2 separate regions of the Mus musculus genome follow, and region 1 is linked to region 2. Evidence: chromatin contacts called from public promoter capture Hi-C data. All regions are on one chromosome and are shown on one strand. Each heading gives the region's core, a stretch centred on a gene start, on an enhancer-like site or on the middle of the called end of the contact. The rest is flanking DNA. Distances are from core to core; before and after follow the strand shown. Region 1 holds the start of Trim50 (tripartite motif-containing 50). Region 2 holds the start of Eln (elastin).

Region 1 (7,389 bases), core at 4,018-6,517, 610 kb before region 2:
AGAGAGAAGGAGGAGAAGGGAAGAGAAGGAAAGGAGGGAAGGAGATGTGGGGGAGGGGAAAGCAAGAGAAGGAGGGGGAGGAGAGAGGGAGCAGAAGGTAGGAAAGGAATGGGGGAAGGGAAAGGGCAAAGGAAAGGAAGATTAAAAAAAAAAAAAAAAAGCAAGGTGCTGGGCTGGAGAAATGGCTCAGTGGGTAAGAGTGCTGACTGCTCTTCCGAAGGTCCTGAGTTCAAATTCCAGCAACTACCCATAATGAGATCTGACGCCCTCTTTGGTGCGTCTGAAGTCAGCTACAGTGTACTTATGTATAATAATAAATAAATCTTTGGTCAGGGACTGAGTGAGAGGAGTTAATCAGAGCAAGAGGGGCTGACCAGAGCGAGCAGGGTTGACTGGAGCGAGCAGAGGTCCTAAAATTCAATTCCCAACAACCACATGAAGGCTCACAACCATCTGTACAGCTACAATGTACTCATATAGATAAAATAAATAAATAAACAAACAAACAAGGTGCTGGAGAAATGGCTCAGTGTTTGATTCCCAGCACTTCTGTGGCAGCTCACAACTGTCTCTAACTCCAGTTCCAGGGGATCCGACAGCCTTTTCTGACCTCCTTGGAGACCAAACATGCACATGATACACTCAGGAAAAACACTAATGCACAAAATATACAACTAATCTTTAAAAATATTCTAAAAGAAGAAGGAGGAGGAGGAGAAGAAGAGGAAGCCATGCTGGAGAGATGATAGCTCAGTGGTTAAGAGCACCGACTGCTCTTCCAAAGGTCCTGAGTTCAAATTCCAGCAACCACATCTGATGCCTTCTTCTGGTGTGTCTGAAGACAGACAGTGTATTCACATACATAAAACAAATAAAAAAAAAAAAAAAAAAAAAAAAAAAAAGAAGAGGAAGCCAGCAAGTCCAAGTATACAGGGCGACTGATGTTCTTGTTTGAGACACACAGGCACAGAGCATCTCCAGCAGACTTGTGAGGGAACACCCACACTCACTTCCTTAATGCAGAGAAACTGAGTCATAGAAGCTACGCAGCCAAGTCATACACTTATATCCCAGCCCAGGAGACTGAGGCAGGAAGATAGTGAGTTCCAGGCCAGCACAACAGCATAGTGTATTGAGACCTAGTCTGTCTCTGTCTGTCTCTGTCTCTGTCTCTGTCTCTGTGTGTGTGTGTGTGTGTGTGTGTGTGTGTGTGTGTACATGTGCAAGCCAAGGCACATTTGTGAAGGTCAGAAGAAGACAACTTTAAGGAGCCCGTACTATCCTTCTACCATGTGCAGGGATTGAACTCAGGTCTTCACACTTGCAAGGCAGATGCTTTTACATGCTGAGTTGTCTCCCTGGCCCAGCTCAGATCCTTCTGCTCCCCAAGTGCTGCTTTGTTTGCTTGCTTGTTTGTTTGATGGCTTTCATTGCTTATGGTTTTTTTTTTTTAGACATGCTCCCCTTTATATGCTCCAGACATATAAATTTTATGTATGTATTTATTTATTTAGTGTGCATGTGTGTGCATGCGTGTGTGTGTGTGTGTGTGTGTGTGTGTGTGTGTGTGTGTGTGTGTATGAGTACACTATAGCTGTCTTCAGACACACCAGAAGAGGGCATATGATCCCATTACAAGTAGTTGTGAGCCACCATGTGGTTGCTGAGAGCTGAACTCAGGACCCCTAGAAGAGCAGCCAGTGCTCTTAACCGCTGAGCCTTCTCTCCAGCCCTAGCGTCTAATTCTTGACCCTGTCCCCTCAGCCTCCAGAGTGTGGCCCACCACATTCCAGGCTCCATCCCAAGGCCTCAGAGACACAGGTAGCTGATCTTAAGGTGCTGCCCTTCTGATTCCCAGGATACCATAGTCAGCTACTGTTCCCTCTGCTCCCCCCTCATGGTACCCTCTCTGCCTCTCTCCTCATATCCTGAGGTTTCATGTGACTCAGGTTGGCCTTGAACTTGATGATCCAACCAAGGTTGACTTTGAACTTCTGATCCTCCTGCCTCCGCATTAGGTATTCACCACCAGGCTTGGCTCTTCACCTCACTTTCCCTCCTGAATTGTGGGATTGTGTGTGTGTGTGTGTGTGTACATGTGTGTGTGTGTGTGTGTGTGTGTGTGTGTGTGTGTGTGTGTGTTTGATGCACTGCACACACATATGTAGGTATGCATGCCATTTTGCATACCTGTGGAGCCCAGAGAAGGATGTCCTATGCCCTGTTCCATCCCTGTCTGCTTTATTCTTAGTGAAGACTGAGAGGTTGGCTGGCAGCCAGCAAGCCCCAGACATCTTCCTGTTGTCTTTATTTCCACACTGCTGGTGTCACAGAAATACACAGCCATGCCTGGCTTTTTACACGGTGCTGAAGATTCAAATTCAGGCCCTCATGCAGCAAGTGCCCTCACTATTGTCCCCTCTCCCCCCACACACCTCCTGACCCTTTGTGGGTGCTACTCTCTCTGTCTCCTGCCCCCACCACCTCCCTTTCTTGTGACTCAGGTTGGTGGTCCACTTCCTGCAGGAAGACTTCCCTGAGTGCCCAAGCTTTTACAGGATCCATGGCCACTATGATGGTTAATCTCAATAATCAGTTTGGGGCTGGCAAGATGGCTCAGTGGTTAAGAGCACCGACTGCTCTTCCAAAGGTCCCGAGTTCAAATCCCAGCAACCACGTGGCGGCTCACAACCATCCTCAATGAGATTTGATGCCCTCTTCTGGAGTATCTGAGGACAGCTACAGTGTACTTACATATAACAAATAAATAAATCTTTAAAAAAAAATAATCAGTTTGACTAGATTTAGAAATGGTGTGGACTCTGGTGTGTCTGTAAAGGTGTTTCCAGAGTGGTTCAGTCCAGGAAGACAAACCTAACCAGTGTGAGTGGCACCTTGCCACAGGCTGAGGTCCTAGACTGAGGAAAAGGAGACACTGAGGTGAGCACCAGCATCCATCTCTCCTTGCTGCCTGACTGTGGATGCCACGTGACCAGCTGCTCCTGCCACCATGCCTCCCCTGCTGAGATGGACTGTACATCATCTAACCTTGAGCCACAGTAAGCCCTTCCTTCTTCAGGCTGCTTCTTGTCAGCAACTGGTACTCAGCCTGGGCATCCAACATACAGAGCTCAGCAGACCCCAAGTGATGCGTGTTCCAGGCCTGGTGAGACCTTTGCCTACTGTTATAGCAGGCACAAGCACAATGCCTGCACATAGTAGACACCGACTGTATACATGTGATTGAAAGGCACAGGTCTGCCCAGCCCTGATGTTATCCTTGGTGTTATATACTCTAGGTTGAAGGAACAAAGAAATGCACCAAAAAAAGAACAAGCAAACCAACCCTTTCCAGTCCCACCTTCAAACTATTACAGATACATTTTGTTTTTCTTTCTGGTGCTGGAATAAAACCCAGGGCCTTGCTCACGCTAGGCAAGCTGTCTGCCACTTGCTGCTGAGCCACATCCCCAGCCCCTCATCGTGGGATTATAGGAAGGTGCTCTACCTCGAGGCAATGCCCACAGGCCTTCACTGAGGGGTTCTAGACAAGTGCTAGAATCTGAGCCATATCTCCAGCCTTGTAAACATGACTCTCAAGCCTTATATAATAAATATATTATATATAAACATCATAAATATAACATTTAAAAAATTAAATAGTAAATGTCGATCTGTTTACCTGAGATAAAAGTCCATGGGCTGAGGAATTCACAAATTTAACACTTATATTTTGAACATTTACCACTTCAACTGTAGCTGTAGACCAGTGGTTCTCAACCTTCCTAATGCTGTGACCCTTTAATACAGTTCCTTATGTTATAGTGAGCTCCAGCCATAAAATTATTTCATTGCTACGTTATAACTTTAATTTTGCTACTACTATGAATCACAATATAAATATCTAATATGCGGGATATCTAATATTTGGTATGCTATCCCTGTGAAAGGGTTGTTTAGCCCCTAAAGGGTCTCACCCCACAGGTTAAGAACCTCTGCTGTAGCTGCTGAAATACAGCAAGGAACAAAGGCCCCACCCTCATGCTTGTGACCAGATGGGCTTAGGAGCTCTGAAGAAGCAAGGCTAGTGTTGTGGCTCAGCAGGTCAAGTCTGATGATCTGGGTTTGATCGTGGTGGAATAAGAAAGCTGATTCCTTGACATTGTTCTCCATGTGTATGTCTACACATAAATGAATAAAGAATATAAAAAGAAAGAAATCTATTGTGGTACGTGCCTATAATCTCAGCTCTGTGGAGAATGAGACAAGAAGATTTAGAGTTCAAGGCCAGTGGCTGTATAGTGAGTTCAAGGCCAGTCTGAGCTACAAATAAACCACAATCAAAATCCATACCACTGAACCTAGGATGTTGCTTAGTAGAAGAATGCTGCTTAAGCTATAAACTAAGCCTTGGATTCCATCCGTAGGACAGCAAGCAAAACAAAATAAAGCAAGCCAAAGACACAAGGTAAAAGAATAGGAAAAGTCTGGCAAGGGACTCGCTGTCATTCCTGCAGCTACGATCCTCAGGACCCTGGTATATAAGCAACTCTTCAAAAACCAATGAAGAGACCCCTACGTGGAAGAAGAGCACTGACTTCCACAAAATGTCCTCTGACTTCTACGTGCATGCCGTGGTACACGCGTGCACAGTCAAGCAGTCAATAATCAAATAAGTATTAAAAACCAATGAATGAATGCATGCTTGAGTATGTGCGCCATACTTGAGTATGTGCGCAAGATGGAGTTGGAGAAATGGAGCCCTGGTGCAGTAGCCTTCCTCTACCGCGTGGAGGCGCAAGACAGCACTCAGGAGAGCCGCCCTTTGCTCTGCTCCTCCCGCTAGCGGCCCGCCCGCCCCTCGCACCTTCATGCGGCTGTAGACGGTGGAGACTGGTGTGACTCGGTGGTGTTGGTGGGAGCCCAGCAGGCCACAGAGACCACAGATGAATTCCTGGTCTTTCTCGCAGAAGAGGCTGAGAGGGTTTCGGTGGTGCACGCAGACGGTGGGCTCTATGTCCCCCGGCAGCCTCAGAGCATCTATCACCCGGGCCAGGGAGACATTAGGCGGGGAGCTGCTGCAGTCTACTGACTGACGACACACAGGACAGCATAGCTCGGAGTCCAGGTGTTGGGACAAGTTATCCAGGCAGTCCTTGCAGTAGGAGTGGCCGCACTGTAGCATCAGAGGCTCTTTGAAGACCTCCAGGCAAATGGGACACTGCAGCTGGTCCTGGAGTTCCGGCACAGTCAGCCGCCACGCCATGCGCACAGCTCAGCTGCAACACAGGTGGCAGTCAGTCCTCTATCCTGCCGCCCCCTCCCTCTGTCATATTTTCCCTTCCCCCAGGGCTGCTGAAAGCCTAGGGAGAAAAGGATGCCAGCCCTGGATTCTGATCCTAGCGCCTACTATGACTCTGAGCCTCAGTTTCCCCGTCTGGGAAAAAAGGACTTAAGTGGAAAACAATGGCCACTATGAGTCTGGATATATAGATCAACTGCAAGTCTAATTCAGAGTTTTTTCTCCATACATGAGGTCCTGGGTTCAATCTCTAGCATCACAAACGTCACATTGAGCTAGGACCTTCCCCCATGTAACCCCAGCATCTGGGGGGGATTGAACCCAGAGCCTTGCGCATGAACAGCCACTCATGAAATTGTCCTGAAGCAATGATTCTCAGTGTGTGGATTGCAACCCTTTTGAGGTTCCGACAACCCTTTCAAGGTGGTTGCCTAAGACCACTGGGAAAATACAGATGTTTATAACAGTAGCAAAATTAGTTATGAGGTACCAACAAAAATACTTTGTTATGGTTGGGGGGGGTCACACAGCATGAGGAACTGTGTTGAGGGCTGTAGTGTTAGAAGGTTGAGAACTGCTATTCTAGAGATTCCAGAGCCCCAGTTCCAGGCAGGGATTCAACTTCAAGGAAGATTCTCTCTTGAGACCCAGAAATCTGTAATATACACCTTCAAGCCAGGCACTTTTTGTTTATTTTTTTGTTTTCAAGACAAGGAATCTCTGTGTAGCCCTGGCTGTCCTGGAACTCTCTCTGTAGACCACGCCGGTCTCCAACTCACAGAGCTCTGCCTGCCTCTTCCTGTCAAGTGCTGGGATTAAAGGCAGGGAGCACCAGGAACCTGCCGCCTAAGCAATCTTAAAGCCAGATTGTTACTTTTTCTTTTTGGGATAGGGGTCCTGTGGACGGTGGTGGCCTTGAACCCTGTATGTAGCTGGGATTGCAGGTGTGCTCCACTATACACAATTTAAATAGTTCTGGGTATAGACCCCTTGGGGGCCTTAAGCATGCTTGGTAAGTCAGTATCTACTCAGTAGCTACATCCTGAACAACAAGAGCAATGTCCCTTGTCCCAGGGTAACACTGTCCTCACAGAGTCTGAGATAAAAAGAGCCTTGGGTGTTCATCTTCCAAAACAGAAACAAAGTCTCCACTGAGCAAGATAGCAGCAACTCGACCCACATCCCACTACCGCATTACCTGATTTCTTGTGGTCCAGCAGGCCTCCCACTAGGGCCTCAAACAAGCAGCTCTCTCTGGTCACTGAAGCCTTTCCTTCCTCCCAGAATGGGGAAGCTGACACGGAGACCCGGGGCAGCCAGCTGGACATAGATGCCACTGCCTGGTGTCTGCCCCTTCTCCCATCCCCTCCCCTTTCCCGGCAACACCTGTGTCCCAAGGTCATCCAGAATCAGGTGGGAAGTGGGTCACACACCACGAGACTGAGGCGGCGGCCTCTGTTGGGTTCCCTTACGATAACCTACACAGGCAGATTGTGTGGCCTTGCCCAGGATGGGGGAAGGGCTGAGACCGTGCGCCAGCTCGGAGCACAAGCAGGTATAAGCTTTGTATGACGAGCAGCTTTCTGAATACCTCAACCCGGAAGTTTAAAGGTATTTTATTTATTTAGATTTTTCTCGTTTTCTAAGTTTGGGTCACACACACAGCAATGATAAAATACGCTGCTTACTCTGATTTTTCTCATTCGAGGTGTAACATGTGAACAGATCTTAACCACGCAGTGTAACTTTTATCTTATTTGTGTACACTCATGCTCAAGGTCAAGTTGTAAACTGGACAGAGTGTTGAACACCTATAATCCCAGAACTTGGGAAATGCTGACCGGAGGCCAGAAGTCAAGTTCATTCTCAGGCTATGTAGCACACCCAAGGCCATCCTGGACCTCATGAGACTATCTCAAAAGCAAAACAAAACAAAAAAATCTAGTTGTAGAGAATTTGCAGAGTCAGTCCTTTGCCTCCTGCCAGAACAGGCTCTGCAATCAACACAGTTACCGTTCTGGTTCGTATCCTCCTACCAGCTGCCCGTATGTATGTATGTATGTATGTATGTATGTATGTATTTTAAC
Region 2 (6,852 bases), core at 1,173-3,672:
ACCACAAACGGGGGCAGAGATTGTAGACCTAGCTTCAGCCATGATACTGTTGGTACCAAATGGATACAGAACACTTCTGGGCTCAGGGTAGAAACGTGTGCCCAAGCTTTCCTTGTCTTTGTGCTGAGTTTCCTAGTTAAGGATAGCTGGCATCAGCAAACAGATGAGACAAGCGAGCTCTACAGAGGTACACAATTATCCCAATGCTCAGGAGGCTGAGTCAGGAGGCTCTGGGGTTCAAGGCCAGCCTGGGTTATATAGTGAGACTGTGAGCATCTTGGAAGAAATGGAGGAAGAGAGGAACGGGAGAGAGGGAAAAAGAAGTAAGGAAAGAGAGAAGGGAGGGGAAAGGAGACAGAAGGAGAAAGGCAGGAAGGAAGGAAGAAAGGAAGGAAGGAAGGAAGGAAGGAAGGAAGGAAGGAAGGAAGGAAGGAAGGGGGAAGAATGAAGAGGAAGACATAGGAGGGGGAGAAAGGAAAGAGTAAAGGGAATTATGGGGAAGAAATAGAAGGAAGGAGAGAGGAAATGAAGGAGGATAGAAAGAAGAGAGAAGGAGGAAGAGGAAGAAAAGTAGGAGAGGGAGAAGAGGAAAAAGAGGAGGAGGAGGAAATGAAGGAGAAGAAAAGAAGAAGGAGGAGGAGGAGAAAGAGAAGGAGGAGGAGGAGGAGAAGGAGGAGAAGAAGAAGGAGAAGGAGAAGGAGAAGGAGAAGGAGGAGGAGGAGGAGGAGGAGGAGGAGGAGGAGGAGGAGAAGAAGAAGAAGAAGAAGAAGAAGAAGAAGAAGAAGAAGAAGAAGAAGAAGAAGAAGAAGAAGAAGAAGAAGAAGAAGAAGAAGAAGAAGAAGAAGAAGAAGAAGAAGAAGAAGAAACACAAGAGCACCAAGACAAGAGAACCAAAAATTAGCCCAGGTCCACCTAAGCCACCTGCCTTTGATCTCCCACCCCCACCTCCGCCAATGCTGTCATCTCTGCAGACTCCTCTATGCCCTGTACTGTATAAGACATCTGATAAGACATCTTTAACTCACCCCTCTGCACCACCCCCTACAAGAGAAAGACTCTAGGACCTATGGCCTAGACTTTTTCTTCTAACCAACTATGACCTGTATACAGCAAGCAACCATCTCCCTCTCCTGTCCTACAGTACTCCACATACACTCAGGAGTCTGAGAATGACATAATCTTTCTCTGACCTACACTTCACATTCCTTAAAGCCTTACAGGATCTCCATATGCTCAGGGACAGGGTGGCCAGGGCACTGATCGCAAGCTTTCCTGGAGGGCTCTCTGCTGGTTCAGCATAGGCTGCCCCCTTCTGGCCAGTAGAGGAATAGCATCATCAAGCCTTCCCAGAGCCTCCAAGAGAATCAGTTTCCAGATGCAAGTGAGAGCATTGGACAGGTGGTGAACAAGCAAGAAGGAGAATACTGAGTTAATAGTCACCTGCACAGAGCTCCCACCTCCATGTTCCCTACCAGGCACCTAAGACCCAGTATGACCTCTGTTGGACACTGTGCCTTGCTCAGGGGCGGTGCAAAGCTGTGCTCGTGGCCCTTACAGAACCAACCAACACCTTATGCAAGGATCATCTTTGAGCCCTAGGGAGACACTAAATACATGGCTCTCACTCCCAAGCCACTCGCCTGACCTCAGCCCCTTGGTCTCTGCAACCATAGACCCATAGATCCAACACCCTTTCCCAGGCTTCAAACAGATGGCTAAGACCTGTCTCAACCATGATGAACTAGATCGTATGTCAAGGTCTCTAATCTGTTCCTAAAATGCCCCCACGGTACCATGTCTATCCTATTCTCTCTCCCAGACAATTCTGCTCGCAGACCTTGAACTCTATAGGCAGACTCCCTTAGCCCCATCAACCTACCTAACCCAGTTTTGGGTAAAGCCTGTCTCTAGCCAGGCTTGGGGGTGTTGGGGTGTCTGCAGGACCAGGGTGGGAGCTGAGGCGCGGGACAGCTGGCCTGTGTCCCCACACTGGGCCTGGGGCCCAGGCAGAGGGGCGGGGGCCTGGCTACTCCAGCCTTGGCTAGGGCTGGGATTTTTTGGCCGGGCTGCCTGGGCCCTCCCTCCTGCTTCCTCTCCAGAGGGCTGTCCTGGCAAAGGCCCCCCTTGCACTTTCTGGCGGGAACAGGGCCAGGAGCAAGCAAACAGCTACAGAGGGAAAGCGGGAAAGCGATGGGGGGGGGGGGGGGCAGAGCACGCGCGCGTCAGTGTGTGTGTGTGTGTGTGTGTGTGTGTGTGTGTGTGTGTGTGTGTGCAGGAAAATAGACCCATAGTCGAGGCAGATTCAGCCTAGGAGGCTTGCAAGTCTGGCCTTTCGTAATTGCCCCCTCCCCCGCGGCCCCCTCCCCCAGCTCCCCCTCCTCCCGCCCTCCTCTCACCCGCCCTCTCTCCCTCCCTCCTTCCCTCACAGCAGCCTACCAGGCAGCAATTACGCTTTGGGGATAAAACGAGGCGCTGAGAGCAGGCTGGGGCAGTCCTCCCCGAGATGGCGGGTCTGACAGCGGTAGTCCCGCAGCCTGGCGTCTTGCTGATCCTCTTGCTCAACCTCCTCCATCCCGCGCAGCCTGGAGGTAAGGGGCCCCTCGCCGGTCCCACGCTGCCCCTCGCTGGTCCCACGCTGTCCACAATCTGCGGGACCCTGCCGGCCAGGTGGCAAGACTGATGGGGAATCCCGGAGATGGATGAGCCCTTCAGCTCCAGATCCCCCCTCCTCGAGACAGGGAGGGTTCTGGGAACTGTCTCCTCTTGGGAGCCAGCTCCGTGTTAGGGGTCCTGTCAAAGCTACACTCCCGCCAGTCAGGATGGTCCCTACCTCCTGTCCAAGCTCGAAGGGGTCCTCTGAGTCACCTGAGTACTTTCCAGTGGTGGTGGCAGTTTGCATACCTGTGCACACCTGTGTACATACCAGCCTGGGGAGAGACAATCCTGGTTTGTCTTTGCTTGGAGATGTTCGGATTCTGTGTGTGTGTGTGTGTGTGTGTGTGTGTGTGTGTGTGTGTGTGTGTATGCGCCCGTGTGTGTTTCATACTATGTTGCACAGGTGTCAGTGTGAGGTTCTAGCCAAGCATGTCCCTGAAGGAAATGTGTCTGGGATGGTATGAAGGTCTGTTCACAAGTCCGTTCCTAGACAGATGGAGGTACAGGGAGGCAAACCGTGAAGTTGTGTGATGGGATCTGCCAAAGTCCAACACCCAGCTGGGCGTGGTGAGCCACACCTGTGACCCCCAACATGTAAGTTCAAAGCCAACCAGACCCCGTCTCAAGAGCAACCAGGAGGGTTGAGGACGTCCCTGTTGATGGAAGGCATGCTAAACATTCTCAAAGCTCTGAGTAAACTAGGTGGGCGTGGTGACACATACCTGTGTGGTGGTCATCGGAGGATCAGGAATTCAAGACATCATTGGCTACCTAGTGAGCCATTTGGGTTCTATCAGGCTGTCTTAAAAAAAAAATGTCCTAAAGACGTCTGGTGCCCAGGTGTAGGACGTCACTGTGTGTGTGTGAGCGTGAGCGAGTCCATGCCTGTATGAGGGTTTGCTGAGATGGAATACAGGCCAGAGCGTGAGCTGGGGAAAGTGCCCATCTCCTGGCAATCAGGACATGGCTGGTATCAGAGGCTGAGCCTCAAGGTATCCTTTTGGTCATCTGATATGTATCCTGACCGGGCATGTTGGGTTATGGGGAGGAAGGAGTCTGCTCCCAGATGAAAGGTGCATCCAGCTGTGGGGAAAGAGGTGTGAACCTATGAACCATCTGCTGGGGTCTGGTTTCCCTAAGAGACCTCATTGTTGTGGGAACCTGAACTTGGACTGGGGACAGGAGGCTACAGGGCGGGGTTGGACAGGGCTGTGGTCAGAGACTGAATAAGAACAGCATCTGTCCCATGAGACTTACTTGCTGGGGGCTAGGAGCCCACTGTAGAACAAGAGTTCCAGGGCTGGAACGAGACTGAGGTTTGTGGGTACCAACGGGAGGACCCATTAAAGAGCAGTGTCTCTGGGTCACCTGACCCTCCTGCCCCAGATGTGGTCTCGTAACATTTGCCCACCCTTCTCCCTGGATGGTTATACTAGTTCATCATAAAGAAACTGTTTATCTTTACAAATAGGGAAGCTGAAGTTAGGCATGAAAAACCACACCTGACACAGGATGCTATCGAGTCGAGGGCAGCCTGAGCTATAGTGAGATCTTGTCTCAGTATCATCTACAAGCAGGCTAGAGGCGTGGCTCGCCTAGGAGAGTTCTCATTTGCACACTCGGAGCTCTGCATTCTATCCCCAGCACCACATTAAACCAGAGGTGGTGGCTCATGCCTGTGGTCCCAGCTCTCAGGAGGAGGAAGCAGAAAAGTTAGGAGTTCAAGGTCATGCTTAACTGTATAGGGAGTTCAAGGCTAGCCTAGGCTACATAACCCAGTTCTTGAAAGGTACAGAATTAGAGTCTGGGATAGGCTAAAGCTGTCCCTGGAAGCTAATATCAACTAGCTTTCTGCCCTGGGGGGAGGTGCCAGGGAATATTAGGAAGATACAGCCCTGGGGCGGAGTCTTCCTTTAAGGACAGAACAATCCCTCCTCCCTTGCAGCCTGGGTGATATCACTCCATATTCAGTTGCCATTATTCCCTATGACGAGAAACCTAAACTCTGTCCCAGGTGGTCAGAGTCACCGGGTTCAAGTAAGAGGCATGTGAATTGATGCCTTTCAGGATCTGTTCAGACTCCACTGAAGTCCAAAGAGGTCAGAGTCCTGGGAGGAGTTGGCCACTGGTCACATATACCTAGTCCCCCACCTGTCTGATCCTAGTGATCCCTTGTCACTGACGGAGGTAGTAATAGCATTTCCTTTGAATACTGGCTTGCTTCAGCCTCTATGCTAAAAGGGTTGTATGAGCCAGGTATGGTGGCCCAGAAACTGTGCTACAGAGTAAGTTCCAAGGCAGCCTCTGCTATGTAGTAAGACCCTACCCACCCACCCCCAACCCAAAAGAAAGTAAAAGGTCACCAGAAGAAAAAGAAAATCAGGCATGGTAGCATGCCTGTCTGTTGCCTGTTTTAGCATTTTGGAGATGTAGAGACAGGAGGATTGGGAGTTTAAGGCCATCATCTATGTAGTGAATTGTAGGCTAGCCTGGGCTACATGAAACTCCTTCTTCAAAAAAGTGTGTGTTGAGGGAGGGGCACATTAGACATAAAACTAAGTTCAATGCTCTCCCTGACACCAGACATGTTTTTAATATCCCTCCTGTCATTTATTCCCTGAAGGTTTATCTCAGCAGATTTCAACCCCGATGAACATGCCGGTCGCCTGGGTCAATGCTGTGACCCACGAGCTCTTCCTTTATTTGATCTGCGGAGGCTCTTGACTGAGGGAGTTGGGTTTTAACAGCTCCCCAGGTGCCTCTGATGCACAGCCAAAGAGTTAGTCCCTTGATCCAGCTCTGTGTGTCTTGTTGGAGCAAGGAACAGTCCGCCCACCCACGGGAGCACGGGTAGCTTTTGAAAAGTGCCTGGCAGCCTGCTCTGTGCACGAAACAAACAGCTCGGTGAGGCTTTATCTGCTCAATCCAGGCTGCCCCACTGGACTCTCGCTTGGCCCCGCGCTCCCTGTGATCTTTGAACCTCCTGGCAGCAAATCCGAGGTCAAATGTAGATACCATGCTAAGGCGCTTCATCGGGCTGACTCTAGGTTTCCTTGGCCTGCAAGAAGAAAGAAACATTCCTACTTCTTAGGGCCCAGCCCCCTAAGAATCAGCGGCGTTTGGGGACAAGGGGAGCAGTGGCCACTTGATAGCAGCTGCTGCTGAGATGATAATGTAATATGATAACGTAATATAAAATATATCCACTGAGATGACCATGGGACGTGGAAATTGTAAAGTGACAGACTCTCTTGCAATTTGCCAGGGAGCTGAGAGCCCTTGGAATTCGTTCCTATTTTTGGTTTTTCTAAGGTTTTGTTCCTTATTTATTATTGTTTATTTGTGGTGCTGGGGACTGAACCTATGGCCTTGGGGTATACTAGGCAAGTCTTCTACCTCTGAGCTGTGTGCCCAACCTCTAAGGTAGAGATTTTTCTTTTTCTTTCTATTTGTATTTTGTTTGTGTGTTTGTTTTGCCTTGTTGAGATGGAGTTTCATATAGCCCTAGTTGGTCTCGAACTCACTATGTGGCTGAGAGAGACCTTGAACTCCTGATCCTTCCGCTTCCTGAATGCTGGGATTACAGCTGTGAGCCACTGATCCTGACTCTAATTTCCTAAGGTTAAAACACACTTTCGTTTTGGGGTCTCAAATATATAGCTCTGGCTGTCCTAGAACATGGTATGTAGGACATATTAGCCTCTCGAAGACTTGCAGCAATCCTTCTGCCTCTGCCTTCCAAGTGCTGGGATTATCAGTGCTCATAACCATTTCTGACCTCCCCAGCCCAGTTTCTAAGGCTTGATTCCCTCTGTCAGACATGGATGGTACATAAACAGGTGACAGGAGAGGAGAGGTCCCAGGGAGGGTACTCCAGGGAATCTGAGCATATCTGAGGTCCCTCTTGAGAGAAAGTCAAGTTCAACTGGACATGGGGATACAGGCCTGTAATTAGCAGGACAAATCTAGCCTGAGCTACCTAGAGAGTTCAAGAAGCTAGCCTGGGCTACAAAGAAAGACCCTGTGTTGGAAAGGAAAAAGAAGAAAAGTGGAGGGGAGGATAGGAGAGTTAGGAGAGGGGAGGGGAGGGGAGTTAGGGAAGAGGAGGGAAAAGGAGGGAAGAAAAGGGGAGGGAAGGGTTATGGGGAAAGGAGAGGAAAGGAAGAGAGGAAGTCAAAACAGAGAAAACAATCCGAG

What was found. Promoter capture Hi-C pulls out the DNA fragments that hold promoters and counts their contacts.
Region 1: a contact with region 2 is called in a promoter capture Hi-C map of stem cell-derived epiblast-like cells, with 2.9 times the contacts expected there. The contact joins the promoter of Trim50 here to the promoter of Eln in region 2. A contact is called at or near these places in 7 of 39 promoter capture datasets (the 3T3-L1 cell line, cranial neural crest, embryonic stem cells and 4 more) and 1 of 9 other capture datasets (embryonic stem cells).

What each region holds. Positions count from the first base shown.
Region 1 is chr5:135,351,173-135,358,561 of GRCm38.p6, reverse strand. It overlaps Trim50 (tripartite motif-containing 50), which reads right to left and starts at 5,267. Exons shown (of 6, transcript NM_178240.3): 1 at 4,868-5,267. The coding sequence starts at 5,266. It also overlaps a transcript of Fkbp6 not described here.
Region 2 is chr5:134,742,893-134,749,744 of GRCm38.p6, reverse strand. Eln (elastin) reads left to right here and starts at 2,422. Exons shown (of 37, transcript NM_007925.4): 1 at 2,422-2,588. The coding sequence starts at 2,504. Gm30003 (a long non-coding RNA gene) reads right to left here and starts at 4,033. Exons shown (of 4, transcript XR_868587.3): 1 at 2,437-4,033.